3 separate regions of the Mus musculus genome follow, and regions 1 and 2 are each linked to region 3. Evidence: chromatin contacts called from public Hi-C and HiChIP or PLAC-seq data. All regions are on one chromosome and are shown on one strand. The core of a region is the stretch at or near the end of the contact, and the rest is flanking DNA. Distances in the headings are between cores, read along the strand shown. Region 1 has its middle 21 kb from the start of Gm30397. Region 2 has its middle 61 kb from the start of Gm30397. Region 3 has its middle 73 kb from the start of Fat1.

Region 1 (2,902 bases), core at 263-2,762, 130 kb before region 3:
AGATTATGTGGCTGCCATTTGTGCTGTTCCTTGGGAATATTTGCTGAGAAAATAAATGGAATTTGGCTGCTATGTTTATTACTAAATCACTGGAAATCCCCTTACTGCACTCTGAGTCATCCTGAGATATACTTATTTTTAGGCATTTCTCTGGTGTTGTCATAAATCAAGGTTCACCTCTACATCCTTGTAACTCATGTCTCATTTGCATAAATAAATATTGAGACAGAGTAGGGGTGGGTTTTTTTTTTTTCAGTTTCCTCTACGAATGTAAGTAGATGACATAGCGTCCTTTCAGCCTTTAAATGTCTAAGTGCATGGCTCTGAAACCAAATCAGGTTTTATGTTCTTCCATTCTTTTCCCTCATAGTAGAAATTACATAGAACCCTTTGGAGAATTTACTAGGTATTTTTAACATGTAATTTTCTACATATCTAGCTAAGGTCCCGCTCTATGAGATCATATACAGTAGAACTAGCTGAGCATTATGTAGTATGGAACATTTGAGATTTAGAACGTGTGTGTGTGTGTGTGTGTGTGTGTGTGTGTGTGTGTGTAGCAATGACATGTGAGTGAGATATCTTGTTGTGGTGTTCTTCATTTCTATTGTTCATCCTGCAACTCCTCTATTATCATCTCCCAATTAGCCTTTCCTTCATGGCCAGCCAGGAGCTGCCAGCATTAAGGGAAGGGAAGGGACATACACCAGCACCTGCGGCATCAGCCAGAAATGACAAATCCTGCAGGGAATTTACTAATATGGCCTATTCTGTGGGAGACTGGGGCAGAAAATTCCATGTTGAAGGATGAGGGAAGTCCTTCTAGGAAGGGCCGTAGGAATGAACAAGACATCCAACAGGTTATGTCGGAGGAACACAGACTTCTCATGAGTCAGAATTGAAAGTCAAATTCACCCACAAGCTCATGGATTGACACTCTGGTCTCTAGCTGGTAGAGCTGCTGAGAATGTTGTGGGGGCATTAGGAGTTGAAACCTGCCTAGATTGAGGAAATCCCTGGGCTTGTGACCTTTGGGATGTATGTTACCTGTATCTCCTTCTGGTCACAACACCTGCTTGCTTCCTGTTGGCTATGACAGGATGAAGCTCCTCTGTCACACATTCCTGTAGCCCTGATGATCTGCCCAAGGACTGAGCCATCTGAAGTCAAGATAAGTCTCCCTGCCCCCTAAGTTGTTATGTCGGGTATTTGGGAACAGGGAGGCAACGTCTGTGCAGATAATAGGTGGGGGACCGGTTTAAGATACTAGGGCGGGGGGGGGGCTTGGGGGGGAGCAAGAACTCCAGCCTGGAACAGATTGGGACTTGATGTTAGGAGGAAGGGAGTGTAAGAGATGCTTTGAGGACAGAAAAGCTCTGCTCTCTTGAGGAAACAAATGATGGGAGGTGCAGTTGATTGGGTGGATCCCCGCCCACTTGCTCTTCTGGTCAGCAAGTCTGGGAAATGGTAGTCCGGAATGGTGAGTGAGATCATGGAAAGAAAAAGAAAAGGAAACAGTCGGCTCCCCTTAAACTTAGAAGTGAGGCAGAAACACAGCAGATACACCACCAACAAGGCCTTGGAGTCCGTCCTCTTTCAGAATCTCGGGTGTTTTCAACCTGGAAAAGTAACACACGACTTGTTCTGATGCTGCAGGATGGGGGGCAAATGCACAGATAGATTGTTGAATTCATCACAAAATTCGAACCGCCATTTAAAACGGAATCCAAGCTGCTCAGAACAACACTCCTTGAAAACCAAACGCCGGCTTTGCTGTCTCTCTTCAACAGGCTTGCAAGCAGGATAAGCAAACTTTCTACCATCTGTTGTTTTCCCAGCTTGCTAAAGCAAACGCTAGAATTTTACCCTGCTTGGCAATCACTTAATAGCTTTATTAGGTTTTAGCCCAAAGAGTAAAACCTTTACACTGTGTGTATGTGAGTTAATGGGGGGGGGGGGGGAGAGGAGCAGTGTTCACTATGAAGTTGCAGCTCTGCAATGCCTAGCACTCAGGTCCCCAGCCCACCCCACCCCCCAACCCATTGTCTTCTTTGCTGCACTTGACTGAGTCAGCCTGCAGTGCCTTTTATCCTATGATGAATCCCTGTCAACCCACTCACTTTCCACACATTCGCTTCCCTTTTACTGGCTCCGTTTTCAAGGACGCATTTTCCACAGCACCTTTCCCCACAACAAGGTTTCTACCACAGCTTCAATAGAGAGATGAACGTGAAGCAGGCTATAAAGCCCAGTCATATTTATTACAAACCACGCCAGATTCTTCAGTATTTGGGGGAGGTATTGTTATTTAGTCTGATTTCCTCTTAAGGCTGAAACTTTTATGAGACAAGACGTTTGTTGCTTGTGACACTCTAGGAAAAGGAGAGGGGGACACTTGGTTCCTTTGGAAGCTCTGGGCCCGATTCCTGCCCCTGTCAAAAAGAAAGACAAGAAAAAATAGAGTGTGCTCATGGTAGATGTCTCTCCAGAACCATGTAGCAACTTCCCCTGGGGTTTCTGAAGTATAGCTAATGAATGCCCTGTCCTATGGTGGCAGTGACTTCCAAGCCTAGAGTTCAGTTAGTTGCCAGGAAGGGCGGGCTACTTGGATCATTCCCAAGTCTTACTCTGGCAACTAGAGCTGTATAATTCTTTGAAAACGGAGCTGTCCCTCCTTCAAAGACTTCTTCAGATTCATAGGGATGGTGAGCTGGAACAGGGTATGCGTATGCCTATAATCTCAGCAACTAGGGTCGAAGGACTGAGAAGGGAGGGTGACAAGATCAAAGTTAGCCCAGGATACATAGTAAAATCCTGTCTGAAAAATAAAGAAGACTGGGGGTAGGGGTGGGGGTGGGAGACTGGCAAGATAGTTCAGCAGGCAAAAGCATGTGATACACAA
Region 2 (2,700 bases), core at 7-2,506, 170 kb before region 3:
ATAATTTCAGATACCCTGGATCCTGGAGCATTCCCTATATCAACCAACACGAAGAATCTGTCAGAATTAATGTTATCTGTAGCTTCACTCCCTGAATCATCATTACAAACAATCTAGTTCTATCTGCAGCAGTGCCCAAATAAGAACAAGTCTCTGTTAGAGAAAAGAGAAGATTTTTCTTTTGAGCCACTTACTCATGATTGGGTAAGTAGGCAGGACCAACTTAGACCTGCCTGGACTGTCTTCTGACCCCTTTAGGGAATCTCAGCATTGAACAAAGAGGAAGACATATCAGTAGAGGCCAGATTGGCCAATGGTGAATCATAACATCTGAGATGATTCACCCGACAACAGCAGACAACTGAAACATACTCAAGAATCCTTTCCCAGACTTCTTTGGGTTCCGCAGAGATCTCTCTTTCCATATTGAGTAGGAAACAGAGAACGAGCATCCACTCGCCTGACCACTCAATGAGGAATCCTCGTCCTTCTCCCTGCCCAGTGGTTGAAACTGTGCCTTTAACCTCAGGAGTATTCTGTCTTCTTGTACACTCCCCAGTACCATACCATCTAGAAACAGGCAGTTCTCTGTGCCTCTGACCATGTCTCACCCAATATAACTTCCTCTGGTAATGTAGGCTTTACTATATATTGCCTCTGCGTTATTTGTGTAAATATCTGCCCCACTGGCTAAAGATAGTATCCTTTGACCTCTCCGTATCAAGCACAGGAAGTCCCCAGTATAAATCTGTTGAACTGATTAGTGAGTTGACTCAGATCGTCTACAGAACTCAACCTTATTCTAATTTTCACTTATTTTTTTAAAAAGCTGACTTTAAATAAAATGTCTTAACTGAGTAAGGAATTTCCATGTCAAGTCATGTGGAATATTTCTCCCTCAGAAAAACAGGTGAATTGTTCCCTTGCTTTAGTTCTTGGTAAACATACGATGTTTCCTGGCAGGGATTCAGAAGGGACTCCACTCGAAAGGACTCCATTCGGAGAACTTTAAATGCTACAGTCTAGCACCCAGCAACTAGAAACAGAATGGGAGCTCAGATTCTTATTTTTTATTAAATTAAATTTTATTTTATGAATTAAAATATCCAGTTCAAATCATGATGTGTTGTGGCAGCTGATGAATTTCCTCCCACAGAACAGATTATGTGGAAAATCCAATCGACTTTGGAGCGCGTCCCCATTGTGGGCACAATTACGATTGCATTCAGGGTGTGCTTTGTCCACCCAGGTTAGCCAAAGTCCATGTTTCTCCTTCTGTTTGCTTATAAATAGAGCCACGTTGCTATGGATGTGTCACCAAAAATATGCAACCAGGAAGAAGAGGAACAACCATTACATACTAAAACTTAGTTTAAAAAAAAAAAAAAGAGCATCTCCATTCTCAAAGTATATAATCATGTTTAAAAGAAGACTTCCTGAAGCAATGCGGAATGATTTTTAAGTTAAATTATAAGATATTTAAGAAAAGGAGGGGGCAGTGTAGAAAACAGTTTAGAGGGTATCAGGCCCTTCCGTGGGACTTGTTAGGGAAGAGTGTTGTATACATGAGGCAGTATAAATAGTTTAAGTTTAAATGCTCAAACTACAGGGGATGCTTTTCAGTACCTCACACAGCAGGAAGGAAGGAAAGATATCGGATATTGTCAGTTTCCAGTGTAAACAGATTTGGGAAAAGCTTGCAGAGACCCTGGCATGACCTTCTTTTCTCCCTGGAAATGCTGGGTATATGGAATTCCTTTCTTTAAAGGTTAACTAAACATACAACGCTTCTGCCTGGGGATTCAGAAGGGACGCTACTTAGAGGTCTTTAAATGCTACAGTCTAGCAAGTCCAGGAGCTGGCAACTGAGTGAGAGCTGAGATTAACAGAAAAGGGGAAAGAAATCACTTGGTGTGTGACTTTCCTTCCAAAGAGGACTTAAAAAATCTTCATCGGCATCAAGAGAGGGAAGGGGCTTTCTTCCTTCTGAGGAAGGAACATCTAGGATGTTCACTGACAACAGTCATAGCAGCAATACTCACATAGATTCTTCACGCAGAGATAGAACCTCCAATGTAAGAAGTTAAATATATATATGATGTTCTGTTACTTGCCTTATGGCCTCAAATACATTCAGTCTCAGTTGTCATTTTTTTTCCCTTCTAGTTGCTATTTGACCAGTTTCTGTTTATTAGCCTTTTCATTGGGAAGGGGTGGCAGCTAGAGATGACGGGATTCAAGAAGCTGCTACTCAGTAGAACTGTGGGCATTTTATTAGGAAATGCCTTGGGTTCCATGAGGGAAAATAGTAACTGACTTTTACACTATTATCTCCCAGCATCCAGTATAGGTCCTAACACTCAGGGAATATGCAGTAGATGTTTCTGTAATTAAGAGGGAAATAAATCAAATTAGACGTGAGCATTTATATGTTATTTCCTATAACTTGTCTTCCAATTACATGAACAATTGAAACTAGGGTTTCATAGATGCCCATGACACATGGGTCTGTCAAGCTGTGATCTGGTTGAGCTCTTCCGTATTACTGGTTTCCTTGATCACCATCCAAGCCTCAGGTTGCTTCACAGTTTCTAAAACAGCAGCTTTCAAATAACTTTGCTGCAACCCCGAGTAAGAAATACATTTTACATGAATACCCAGCACATGAACCTCTCCTCTCTACTCACACACTCATACACA
Region 3 (2,734 bases), core at 92-2,591:
TCTACATGTGAAATTTTCCCAATATTGGCACACCTGCGTAGAGGGTGATGTCACTTGTGTTAACTGAAGTAGAGCGTTAGGACCACATGAAGCGCTAATATAGGACAGATATTGAGGTCCTGGCTGAAGCTCTGGTAGAATCAGTTTTTGTTGCAGTCAGCCTAGGATGCCATACCACAAACAGCAGCCACTGAGGCACGTGCTGACAATAGCTAGAAATACATTTCTCAGGTTGCTACAAGGTCTGTGGTATCGTGGTCAGATTGTCATTTGGAAGAGCAGCATTTCAGTTCTGGGGGGTCCTCCTATCATGCCCTAGTCACCTGCAAGGTGTTCCCCCTTCTATAACTATGATATATATGGTGGGATTTTAATATATGGATGCGGGATAGAGGGAGAGAGATTTGAGGCCACAGAAAGCAATTCTCAACCTGTGCGTCCGACCCCTTTGGGGGGGTCGCATATCAGATATCCTGCATGTCAGATATTTGCATTACAATCCATACCTATAACAAAATTACAGCTAGTAAATAGCAACAAAATAATTTTATGGTTGAGGGTCACCACAACGAGAGGAACTGAATTAAAGGGTCACAGCATTAGGAAGGTTGAGAACCATTGGGGAAGTTGGAAAAGAAGATGGCATTGTCTTCTGAAGGATGTAATTTAACACATTTCATAACAACAGGAAAATTAAAAAAAAAAAAAAAGTTGTCCTGAGCTTTCCAAGAAAAGTGGATGCTTAATGAATGTCTTTAGCATCATGTGCCTTGCTTGGAATCCCCACACCCAGGAGGCTGAAGCAGGAGGATTGTAAGTTGGAGTTCTGTCTGGGCTAAATGGCATGACCCTGTCTCAAAAAGAAACAGAAAATAACAGCAACAAATCAGAACTCACATGTCACCGAGTAGGTACGGAATGAGAAAGAACAAAGAACGGGAAAAAAAATCTGTGTGCCTTTGATGCTTACACTTACATTTTCAAACGAATCAAAATACAGAAAAAGCAAAGGATACTTTGTTTCAATGGTTAAAAATTACCAATATCTCAAAGAAACATTGAAGAGTTGACAGTTGACATAGTATTGCTCTAGGCGTCAAACATGAGCCAGGGTAAATAAGACATAAAAATTGGAATTAGAGATTTTTTTTTTGAAAGTACTTCTGTTTGCCTTTAATGAATGGAAAAATTCTGAAGTCAGATAATTGAATTTAAAAGATATGTTGTTTCTCTTTTTGTTTGTTCTTCTTAATTAAAGGAATCTCGCCAATGCCCTTCATGTCCTGAGTGGCTGCAGCAGTTAGCATACCATGTTAAATTCTGCGGTCTGTGACTCAAGCAAGGCGTGTAGCAACAACCCTGTCTTCAGCACTTGAAGCTGAGTCGGAAAGGGGACAGGCACAGACAGGGCAAAGGAGGGTGGCATTCTCTCCTTTTTTGGAGGAAAATAAACAATTTATATTAAGGACAAAGATTGAGAATGTACTGAAAGATGAATTGAAGGCCAAATGAGGCCATGATAAATGTGAGACCGGAGAGAAAAAAATCCAGCTGGAACCCAGTCCCAGCAAGCCACTGGGAGGTGTCAGATTGCACGGACAGGCAAACCCTAGCAAAACTCCTTCCTGCACTTTGGCATGAAGGTGATTGCAGAGAGCAAGTGAAACCCAGGGTTGGGGGTAGAGAGTGGGGAGTGGGGGCTGGCTCCTTCTTGTGTGGCCATCCAGAGAAGTGTAACCAACTCTTCTAAAGGTAGCTGGCAAACATTTTTCTGTCTTTCCACCTAAAACAGGCATAGTGCCCACTGACTTCAAAGAGGGCTTCCCAAGGCTGAAGAGGATGCTCATCCCTGGGCCTGTCCCAGTAGCCAACAAACCACGTGTGAGAGCATCGCCCCTTGGTAGGTCCAGAATAAGATTCATCTGTATGAGCATTATATTTCCAAAACACTAATTCAAGAAGCAGTATACCCTAAGAAATGTATAGGCTGTGTGAGCAGAAGTTCCAGGGAAAGGCCAGGATGGATGGGGACACACAGACACACAGACACACACACACACACACACACACACACACAGAGAGACACACACACACAGCCTTCAGATTCCAACTCTAGCAAGAAACACACGTCCACGTGGTTCCAATGAGTCCGTTTCCTTTCATAAGTCTTGGACACACATCTAGACTCAGAGGGAGTGAAAAGAATTCTCTGCGCCCGTGGGGAAGCATACTCTCTTTTACATTTCTGCAAACTCGCCTAAGTCTAACCAGCCCTCTCGGAATGCTAGCATCCTGTGTACATGCTCATCCTAAGCATGAGTGTTGCCTTTTGTAACCCAAGGAACTGTAGAGAAACTTAACAAACTAAGGTTGGGCAACAGGCCCTGGGCAGGAGGTGGCTAAAGCTGTTGTCACTTCATCTGCCTTCATCTTCCCAAGGGGAGCAGCAGGGATAAAGATGATTAAGTCATCCGGTATTAGACAGGCTCACACCTTAAACAATGGTGCAAAGTGCAGTGGGATCGCTGTGATTACTAGTCTCATCCAGGAGGCATTTCCTGGTTCCTGCAGCCACAGTTGGCCATTCCCCAGTAATTACACCTCGGGATCTTAAAAGCACCTTTACTGCAGTACTTAATGAGTTGAAATAAAATGATTTGCATGTCTGTCTTCCCTCCCAAGGACTGTTGAATTATGAGATGTCTATGGTATAGCTTATGTCTTCTGCATGTTT

The links. A called contact is a pair of places that touch in the nucleus more often than the background predicts. HiChIP or PLAC-seq counts read pairs in DNA pulled down with a chosen protein or histone mark.
Region 1: a Hi-C map of pancreatic cancer cells shows a contact between it and region 3. The contact joins two enhancer-like sites. A contact is called at or near these places in 3 of 484 Hi-C or Micro-C datasets (embryonic stem cells, monocyte-dendritic cell progenitors and pancreatic cancer cells).
Region 2: an HNF4G HiChIP or PLAC-seq map of pancreatic cancer cells shows a contact between it and region 3. The contact joins two enhancer-like sites. A contact is called at or near these places in 2 of 484 Hi-C or Micro-C datasets (adipose-derived mesenchymal stem cells and myocytes) and 1 of 115 datasets of contacts at active chromatin or transcription factors (pancreatic cancer cells).

What each region holds. Positions count from the first base shown.
Region 1 is chr8:44,743,394-44,746,295 of GRCm38.p6, forward strand. No RefSeq gene overlaps it. Among named protein-coding and RNA genes, the nearest start is that of Gm30397, 21 kb to the right of the region's middle. Within about 2 kb of position 1,513, at least 29 of the 459 cell types and tissues checked have an H3K27ac peak or open chromatin away from gene starts, as enhancers often do. A contact at or near this core is called in pancreatic cancer cells, where this site is marked.
Region 2 is chr8:44,703,820-44,706,519 of GRCm38.p6, forward strand. No RefSeq gene overlaps it. Among named protein-coding and RNA genes, the nearest start is that of Gm30397, 61 kb to the right of the region's middle. Within about 2 kb of position 1,257, at least 16 of the 459 cell types and tissues checked have an H3K27ac peak or open chromatin away from gene starts, as enhancers often do. A contact at or near this core is called in pancreatic cancer cells, where this site is marked.
Region 3 is chr8:44,875,905-44,878,638 of GRCm38.p6, forward strand. No RefSeq gene overlaps it. Among named protein-coding and RNA genes, the nearest start is that of Fat1, 73 kb to the right of the region's middle. Within about 2 kb of position 1,342, at least 34 of the 459 cell types and tissues checked have an H3K27ac peak or open chromatin away from gene starts, as enhancers often do. A contact at or near this core is called in pancreatic cancer cells, where this site is marked.